Regions from separate parts of the Sus scrofa genome. Here all the other regions are linked to region 2. Evidence: chromatin contacts called from public HiChIP or PLAC-seq data. All regions are on one chromosome and are shown on one strand. The core of a region is the stretch at or near the end of the contact, and the rest is flanking DNA. Distances in the headings are between cores, read along the strand shown.

Region 1 (3,082 bases), core at 448-2,947, 67 kb after region 2:
GGGACACACAGGTATGGTGCACCAGTCACCACCTGTTCAGATCAATGCCTGAGCTATATGGTTGTTAAAAATATTAAATCATTTTAATCCTCACAATGGCCTTGTAGGTAGGTATTATTACCCCCACTTTAAGGAAACCAAGGCACAGAGACTAACGAGAGGTGAGACTCAGGAGGGATGCAGGAGGTAGTAAGCACCCCACGCCAGGGCAACAAACTGCCCTGGCGCTTCACCTGGCCTGGCCTATCTTGTTAGGAACACCTTGTAGCATGGAGAGTGCCTTGAGGGAAGGGGCCCTGTTAATCCTACTGGAATCCCCAACAGCTGACTGAAACAAGGAAGGAACAAAGGAGCATAATGAGAGCCAGTTAGGAGTGAGCAAGATAATACAGCCCACCTGTCCAGCTCCTGGACTCAGCCTGGCACTGCCTGAAAGCTTTGTTCCTGCTGTGTGGGCAGGGCAGAGGCTCACCCCACCCAGCGCCACTCCATGCCCAGGTTAAAGCAGCAGAGAGCAAAGTGAAGAAGGCACGGAGGGTAGGCAGAGTGGCTGGCTACCACAGACACCCTGGGTCTGTCCTAAAACACCCAGCCTCTAAAGAAAGGTCACACTGACTAGAGGGGGCAGGGACAGAAATGTGCCAGGCAGACTGTTCTCAGCTTGGGCTCAAACTGGCTGACTTAGCTTCTCCTCTTCAAAGTCTCAAGCTGATGAATTTCATAACCCTCATTTATGCCAACAGACGCGTATTTACCTTTTTAAAACTTCAGGAGGCTGGGTTGAGCCCAAAGGGAGTTAAAGTCAAGAATCCCTCCCTGAAACTTCAGCTCAAGGTTGGAGATGGAGGAAAGACAGATAGAGAAGGTAAACACACAGGTCAGCAGAGCACCTGAGATGGATCCGGCGTTCTCTCAAAACGCCTTACAAATCAATTCCAACACTAGCAGCTCCCAGGTATTTCCGTCTTCCGGAGGAAAGGTGCTTAAGACAGCGTCCTCCACTAGCTCTCCTCAGGACAAGCCTTTCCCGGAAGGGTACACACACTCTAGAGAATTCAGCGGGGTCAGAGGGGCCATGGCCACCGTCCATGCCCACACCAGCCAGTCGCCTTCTTGTCACGGGTTCACCCGGTCCCAAGCCGGCCCAAATTCGGCTTGAACCCCTGACACCGGCACAGCAGCACAATCACGTGGCCCACCCACCCGACAAGGAAGGCAACCCCCCGCCCCCTCGCCGTCGACGCAGCCGGTCGGGACCAGCCCGACACCCGCCCCTTTCCCTCCCCCCCCCCAAACGCTGTGCAACCAGGAAGCGACGGGGCCGCGATGGGAAGGGGCGCGGGACAGTTGGGGGCCTTCCGGTAGAGGCCGCAGCGCCTGGCCAACGCCCCGTCCCGTGCCCTCGGCAGTCAAAGAACCCTCACTCACCTGGCCACTGGCCACCGGGGTAGGGGAGGCCGCGACGGTCGAACAGGAACACGGGCAGCAGCGACTTTCTCCACGGGCGTCCCGGAGTAGCACCTCGGATTGGCCTCGAGTTCTGTCCCACTACCGCTCTTTGGGCTTTCGGGGTTCTCGGGGCTCTCGGGACCCGCGGGCTCCGCAGCCGTCAGGGCGGGGCGGGAGGAGGAGCCTGCGAGGCGGAAAACTCCTAGGGCTCGGGGTCCTAATCCGCCCGGGGCGGAGCCGCGTGCGCCAGGGGAGGGGCGGGAGGAGGCGGTGCCGAGGGGCGTGGTCTGCCCCCAGCTCCCGCCCCCAGGTGAGAAGACGTTCGGGGTCAGCTGGCTGTAAGCTGCCTCTGCGAGGAAGGAAGCTACAGGCCTTCCGCCGCTGCGGGAGGAGTACTCAGCGGTCGCCCAGAGGTCGACATGATGCTGTTTCTCTCCACGCCTCTTGAGGTCCGTCCTGCCCTGCGTCTCACTCTCGAGGAGCGGATTCCCCAAGCCCCCTCCAGCCCAGAGTACCTTCCTTAGTGACTCTTTTAAAGTAAAGAACACAACAGTATGGAAATTGGAGTGGGAGAGTAGCTTTGTAGAGGAGAAACCGCGACCAACTACTAAAGCCAGACAATCAAGGTCAGCATCAAGAATGATAAATCAATAGTGATGGTATGAACCTATCGTGGTCTTCCTGCCAAGAATACATAATCCCATGTTAATCATGAGAAAAACATGAGACAAATCCCAGTTCTGGGATACTTTACGAAATACTGGACCAGTACTACTTAAAATTGTCAAGGTCATCAAAACCAGGGAAAAGTCTGAGACACACATGGTCACAGGCAGGAGTAAGCCTGAGGAGATTATGAAAACTAAATGTAATATGGTATCCTGGATGGGATCCTGGAAAAAGGACATTAGATTTAAATACTAAGAAAATCTGAGTGAAGTTAATAATACTGCATCAGTATTGACTCGCTCATTGTAGCAAAACACCAAGCCAACAGAAAATGTTAATAGAAAAAAAAAGGTGTTTATGAGAACCTTCTATTTGAAATTTTTCTGTAGATTTAAAACAATTCTAAATTTATTTTTAAAAAGGGTCATGCACGCATGCGATTTGTGAATATTTTTATTTTTATTTAACAAATGTTTATAATATATATTACATAAACATTTAAATATTTTTAAAAACCTGAGATTCACTCTTCACTCCCCCAGCCCAACTTAGGCGTGCCTTTCCTATATCACATAGATATACTTTTTACAAAACGGTGTTGCTGTATTTTTCTGCGACGTGCTTTTTAACTCAATATCTTGGAGGTCCTTTTCATGGAAGCGCAGCTAGATCAACCTGGTTCTTATTTAATCAGTACACAACATGCGCGATCTCGCGTGTAGCCATTGTTTAATACTTAGCTCCTTAGGAAGGTAGTTGCTTTTGGGGGGCTGTTAAAAAAAAAAAAAAAAAAAAAAAAAAAAAGAGCTGCTGGTCCGATTTACATTGTAATAGTGCTAGGAGTGGGGCTGGGCTGGGCGGGGCGGCAGGGTACCAGGCTGGGGGTGGGTGTTGGGCGCAAGGCGCGCACTCTTGCAGGATTCAATCAAGCCCTGCTACCCTGGGGATCCAGGCAACACCCCCA
Region 2 (3,253 bases), core at 405-2,904:
CAGAGGTCACCATGAGGGATTTTAGCGCTTTTCTGGATATAAGGAAATGCAAGCACTGGGCTAATAAAATCTTCTGAAAATATCTAACTATTCGAAGACCTGTTCTGCCAGTTTTCCCAGAGCACGGAGTGCCTCACTCCTCCTCCTTGAATTCTTGCAGGGGGTGTTGAGGGTCAGCAGCTGCAGTGGTTCATGATTCAATCCTTACAGAGGCAGATGACAAGTGCTAATCTGCAGGTCACAAAAGGATTACTTGGTTAGTGTGGTGATGGTACTGGACAATTGCACAGCCACAGTCAGGAACAGAGAAGGCAGAGGTAGCCCCTATCTGCAAGGGTTCTAGTTAACCTACGTCATGGACCCCTTGTTGAATAAAGATACTCCTCTGGGCTTGATGATGAAGCAGCTCCACTGGCAGCAAGGCGAGGCGAGGCACCCAAGGCTCTGTAATACAGATGTTAGGGCTGTGGATTTTGCTTTTTGTTTTCCAAAAAACTTAATTTTTTTTTTTTTTTTTTTGCTCTTGTCATGTAGGAGTGTACTGTGGGTGAGGGTTGACTATTGTGTCCTAAACTAGAGGGAGGTAAGGATGATTTGAGGTTAACTGAGAACCCCATCCAGCTCTTACTCTGGGCTTGCTTAGAATGGAGAAAGATCCTGGCTTTTTGGGGATACGGTGTATATTATTATCTACTGGCTGGCCTGCAGAGGTGGGAGAACTGGATTCAAATCCTGACTCCACTGTGTGACTACTGGCAAGGCTCTTTAGCAACTCTGAGCCTCAAGTTTTTGATCTGCATAATGTACATACAGTGCAGCCCAGTGCAGTGAAGATTAGATGGTATATGTAGAATAAGTCAATCAAAACATAGCTATTGTTCATGAATATTACAGTGGTTATTAGACCATGAACTCAAGGGCCGGCATATGTGATCTTGAGAATTATTTCTTTTCCTTCCTTCTTCAGAGTTTACCTAACACTAGTACAGAGCTTAAGTGTGTGCTGAACACTCTGATTCTATTAGGGCTCTGGGCCTGTCACTGCTAAGCCATCTTAAAAGTTTGGAAAACAAATTATTGTCTATAGATTAATTCTCCTTCTCGAAAGTGTGGAATAAACCAGTTTTACTTCTATTTGCACATTCATGTTAATATTCCAAATCTTTGTTCTTTCATTTAATGAGTTAAATGAAAGCTGCAGCACATGCCCATTTTATATCTGGATGAAAGCCATGATTTTACCTTTCTTGGAAAAGCATCTTTTGACAATCCTGTTACTCTTTTAGACCAGTTTTACAGGAGGCAGACACCACTTCCGAGCCTCCCTTTCAGGGAGACACTGTCCATACGTAATGAGAGTTGATTACTTATTCCTGGGAGGCAGAGCAAAGCTTCCACACTCCGTGCAGTCAGGGATTCAGATCCTGTGCCACGGGTGTGGGTGGCACTTCTCTCGAAGCTTCAATCTGTGAAATGGGCTCGTAGCGAATCACTGTGGCTCTGGTTCCATCGCCCTCTCCGTGCGGGGCCTCGGGGAGGTGCAGGGCGCTCAGAGCACAGCCCCTTCGTGGGGAGGCGCCGAGGCTGGCATGTCAGGCCCCTCCGCCCGCGGGGTCTCCGAAGGGGGCGGGCTCGCTCGAGCCAGAAAGCCCGGAGCCGCCCAGGAATCTTGGCTGGGACTTGGAGCATTTCCTCCCGGGCGGGCCGGCGCGATCCTGGGGAGGGCGGGGAGGCCGGCCGCGGGCAGACGACTAGCTGAGCTCAACCGGCCTGCAGCATGCGGCCCCTGCTCTGCGCTCTGGCCGGGCTCGCCCTGCTCCGAGCTGCGGGCGCCTACGCCGCCGGTGAGTGAAGACCGACCTCGGACGGCGAGGAAGGAGCGGGAGGGAAGATGGAGCCAGAGGGAGAGAGAGCGATGGAGGAGGGAGATGCGGAGAGAGGAGAGGATGAGAGAGAGAGAGGGAGAGAGATAAAGGCAGAGGGGCAGAGAATTAGAAAGGAGAGGGAAGAATAGAGAAATAAAGGGAGAGGCTGGAACAGAGAGAGACTTTGGAGGTAACAGGTAAGAACTATGAATGAGGAAAGAGAAAGAGGAGGTCGCTGTTTCTAAAGAGAGGCAAACAGAAAGAGAAGCAAAGAAATAGAGGAACTAAACTGGCGAGAGAAAGGGGGTTGGTTGGGGAGAGAGAAATGGAGAGAAAGGTATTGAGGAAAAGAGAAAGATTTGAGAAAGACCAAAAGAAGAGAGAGTGTGGAGAAACTCAAAAGCCCCAGGTTGGGAGGAAAGAGGAAGAGACCAGCATCCCGCAGGGGCCCATCAGGTCTGTAGGGTGGGGCAGTCCTGCCAGAGGGCCTGCAGAGATGCCCAGGCCTGGTTTCCTGGGGAATTTCCTGGGAAGCTGAGCTCTAACAGGCAGATGACACAAGCCTGACCTCGCAGAGCCTGTCAGAAGCCAGGCAGGTGGCCCCTGGAGGCCACTGATTTACCTACCTATCAGGTGGCCTGAGGGGGTTCTGCAGTCTGGGTGAGGAGGCTGATCCCTCCCAGAGAGCTTCCCTGAGGATCCAAGCTGCCTTGGGTGGGTGCTGGGGAGGGGACTGCTGAGGGAGAGGCCCCCTGGGTGCTCTACTGACTGGGTTCCTTGCCTTGCCTGGCCCCTCTACCCTTCCCCTCACAGATGAGGCTCAGACAGTGTGGCTGCAGAGGTACTAATTGTACTCAAGGATGTTCCTTCTACTACCTTAAGACTCTGAAGGTCTTACAGCACTTCACAGTTTACAAGCCACGTTCCCATTTACCAAAGTTCTCATGCAGGCCTCAGCCAGAGGCAGCTGGTGCTCATCCCAGTCGCACAGGTGAGGGGAGGGCTCAGGTGTCTCCAAGCATCCAGGGCGCCTGCCCCCTCAGTCAGGCCCTTGCCCACATGCCAGGCTGTTCTCCCATCTCTCTGGGGTGGGTAGATGTGAGGCGCCCAGGTGAAGTGCCCTGTGTTAAGATGGAAGTGCCCCTTGCCCCACGCCCAGCCCCTTCAGGCCCAGGGAACTGTGGGGAAAGGTTTGAAGCCAGTGTTCATCCTTGGCAGCTCCTGGCTGCGTGACCTTGGGTGAGTTACTACACCTCTCTGAGGCTGTTTCCTTTTCTGTAAGTTGGGGAGAAGGGGACCTGCCCTGCAGTGCCGGATGAAATGGAAAGGCACAGCATGGAACACCTGTCAACATGCATTGGCTTCTTCCCTTGTCCTCTCAGCTCCAC
Region 3 (3,182 bases), core at 367-2,866, 100 kb after region 2:
CGACTAGTATCCCTGGCCTCATTCAGTGGGTTAAGGATCTGGCATTGCTGTGAGCTGCAGCATAGGTCACAGATGCAGCTCTGGTCTGGTGTTACTGTGGCTATGCCTGTGGCTGGCAGCTGCAGCTCTGATTAGACCCCTAGCCTAAGAATGTTCACATGCCGCAGGTGGGGCCACTAAAAAAGAAAAAAAAATTACCCTTAAAACATCTTGGGAGACTGCTGGGGGACCTTGTACATAGCCCTTCAACACACCCAGGGGGACGGGCTTCCCTTCCACCAGAGTGGAAGCCAGCTTATGTTTCAAGGTCACATAGGAACAGCACCCATATGCTCACCCAGAATCACTCCTAGTATGAAAAGGAATCTGTACTGTGGGTACCCAGCTGGGTGCAGCAGATTCAGCCCTCAAATCACCCACTTCCTAAATCACCAGCCAGGGAGTTCCCATCATGGCTCAGTGGCAACGAACCCGACTAGGACCTGTGAGGACGCAAGTTTGACCCCTGACCTCACTCAGTGGGTTAAGGATCTGGCATTGCCATGAGCTGTGGTGTAGGTGGCAGATGCTGCTGGGATCCTGCATTGCTGTGGCTGTGGCGTAGGCCAGCAGCTGTAGCTCTGATTTGACCCCTAGCCTGGGAACTTCCATATGCGACAGGTGTGGCCCTAAAAAGCAAAAACAAAAGAAAACAAAAAAACCCTAAGTCACCAGCTAAATCATCCTCTCTTGGCCGGACATGTTCAGCTGACACGGCACACACACACCCAGGGCTCATGGGATGCTCAGGATCCGGGGGGAGTAAATAGTGCCCCTGCCCCGTGTGCTCCAGGCCAGAGGACTGGGCTGGTACTTACCAGGCCAGGTGGGTCAGTGGAGAGAGGGCATGAACTCAAAGTCATCAGCACATCAAAACGGGGTTCAAATCCTGACTCTGCTCTTTTGTATTTCTGTGAACAATTTAGCCTCCGCGCATCTCCATTTCCTTATTTGTCAAAGAGGAAAAGGCAAGATAGTTGGGGATGAAAGAAAAGAAGCTTTTCATGTAATAAGCATTCAGGAAATGGTGGTGAGCATGCTCGTGCACACACACGCACACCTCAGCTGGTGGAGGGTGGGGAGGAGGGGGGGACCTTGATGGGGACGTGGGAAGGGAGATCAGAGGTCAGAGGCAGATGGAAGAGGCATTTAGGGACCTGGGGGGAGGAGGCCGGGGAGGCTTGTATGTGGGGGTGCCACTGAGCCAGGAGGCCCCACCCCAAGTCCAGTCCTGCCTGCCACGCTGGGGAGGTGTCTTAGGAAGGCCAGCCAGCCAGGGATCAAAGGAGTGGACGCCAAGCCAAACATCAAAGCTGGGCCTGGGGTTTTGGGCCAAACGAAGAGCAGCAGGAAACGAACAGAGAGGCCCAAGAAGCCCTGTGTGTCTGAGCTCCCTGGGGTTTCAGAGACCTGGGTTGAGTGGCTGGGAGCCTTCTGGATTCCGTCCAGACCCCTGGCTAGCCCTGCTCGACCGTCCACTTGACTCATGTCGGGAGAAGAGAGGCAGGGGAGGGGGACCCACGCAGCTGTTCCTGAACTGGGGCCTCGGAAATTCGAGCCGAGCCACAGGCTGCTGGCAGGCAGGAGAGGGCCTCTTGGAAGCCCACTTCTGAGGCCCTGGCCCAGCCTCGCCAGCAGCCCTGGGATTAGCTCAGCAGTCTTCTCTGAGCTCCGAACATCTGCAGCCTGGCGTCCACGTCCCTCTATCCCAGCCCCACAGGGCAGCCCCCTGAGACAAGGGGTGGGGGATCAGACAGCTGCGACCTGGGAAGGGAGGTAGGAGGGGCCCCTGACTGGCCTGAGACTCAGGGATTAGGGCCCGGCAACGGTACAGGAGCCGCCCAGGACCTCATTCCAAAAATGCCTTCCACTTCCACCATTTCGTGGGCCTGAAGGAGATGGGGTTTAGGAGGGAAAGAGGGAAAATATCATCCATAACATTCCACTGCCTTCCAGGGAGGTGCTGGGCACTTTACCTGAAACTCATAGGTTGGTCTTACTATGTTTATCCCTTTGCAGAAACAGGCTCAGAGAGGTGAAGTAACTTGCTCTCCGTGATCCAGTAAATTAGCAGTAGAGCCAAGATACCAATCCAGGTCACTCTAATTCTAATCTCGAGTCCTCTCTTTAGCCAGAGCCCAAAGAATTGGAACCAGGAAGGTCAGCATGGAATCCAGGTGCGGGGCTAGCCTTGCCTGCCTGCCTTCCCATGGCTCAGGGCAATGCAGCTGCATCCCTGAGGCAGAGCGCTAAGGAGGAGGGAGAGGCAACAGGCTTTGCCAATTGCTCCTGAACTAGTTCTCACATTGCAGCCTGTCCTGAAAAAAGATCAGGTGACCGGTGAACAGAGCAAGTCATCAGAGGCTTGTTGAAAAAAGGCTAACCGGGCTAACCAGCTCAGAGAAGACTTAGAGGAAGCTAGGTTGCTGCTGGTCCTAAGCAGATTGACTTGCTCTGTGGGATGGATTCAGCCAGGATAGGCTAGGTTTGACAGCGAGGATGAATAATCCCCCAAACTCAGTGGCCTACACACCCAAGGTTCATCATATCTTGCTCACATCACAGTACAGAGCAGGAGGGGGCTCGGCTCATCCTGGTCACTCAGGGATCCAAGCCAAGAGGGGTTTCCTCCAGACATGAGCAGCGCCCACCCTGCAACACTCTAGCAGGGGAAAGAGGAGAATGGCATGCTGAATTTTAAAGCTTCACATATCAATGGTCAAAGGAAGTCAAGTAGAAACACCTACTTTTAGGGGGCCAGAAGTGCAAACCCACCCAGCGCCCAGGAGCAGATGGAAATGTGTGATGGGCAGCACTAAAGACTATCTCAGGGCTAGAAGACGTAACTGGGCCATGGATGAATGTATTAGGAAGTTAACTTTAAGTCCATTGAAATATAACCTTCCCAGAGAAATAGGGGATACCCACCAATAGAGGTGTGAAAGCCAGGGCAGGATGGGCACCTCCTGGGAAGGTGGTGGAAGACACTCTGCCATCACTGGGGTGATGGGACATGACCTGTGTGGTGGTGGTTAAAGGCAAGGGCTCTGGAGCCAGAGGTGCCTCTGTTCAAATGCTGTTTTCTCTTATTAACTGTGTTATTATGCAGATTACCTAACATCCCTGGGTTCGAGTCTCCTCCT

Evidence for each region. HiChIP or PLAC-seq counts read pairs in DNA pulled down with a chosen protein or histone mark.
Region 1: a contact with region 2 is called in an H3K27ac HiChIP or PLAC-seq map of alveolar macrophages. The contact joins the promoter of ANXA11 here to the promoter of PLAC9 in region 2. A contact is called at or near these places in 3 of 5 promoter capture datasets (fetal liver, fetal skeletal muscle and liver), 9 of 47 Hi-C or Micro-C datasets (adipose tissue, blood, embryonic fibroblasts and 4 more) and 2 of 2 datasets of contacts at active chromatin or transcription factors (alveolar macrophages and skeletal muscle).
Region 3: a contact with region 2 is called in an H3K27ac HiChIP or PLAC-seq map of skeletal muscle. The contact joins the enhancer-like site here to the promoter of PLAC9 in region 2. A contact is called at or near these places in 1 of 5 promoter capture datasets (skeletal muscle), 27 of 47 Hi-C or Micro-C datasets (adipocytes, alveolar macrophages, blood and 15 more) and 2 of 2 datasets of contacts at active chromatin or transcription factors (alveolar macrophages and skeletal muscle).

The regions. Positions count from the first base shown.
Region 1 is chr14:81,833,820-81,836,901 of Sscrofa11.1, reverse strand. ANXA11 (annexin A11) reads right to left here and starts at 1,697. Exons shown (of 15, transcript XM_001924178.6): 1 at 1,429-1,697.
Region 2 is chr14:81,900,310-81,903,562 of Sscrofa11.1, reverse strand. PLAC9 (placenta specific 9) reads left to right here and starts at 1,654. Exons shown (of 4, transcript NM_001190209.1): 1 at 1,654-1,844. The coding sequence starts at 1,778. LOC106506060 (a long non-coding RNA gene) reads right to left here and starts at 1,529. Exons shown (of 3, transcript XR_001301042.2): 1 at 1,243-1,529; 2 at 353-444; 3 at 1-231.
Region 3 is chr14:81,799,080-81,802,261 of Sscrofa11.1, reverse strand. No RefSeq gene overlaps it. Among named protein-coding and RNA genes, the nearest start is that of ANXA11, 35 kb to the left of the region's middle. Within about 2 kb of position 1,616, at least 8 of the 83 cell types and tissues checked have an H3K27ac peak or open chromatin away from gene starts, as enhancers often do. A contact at or near this core is called in skeletal muscle, where this site is marked.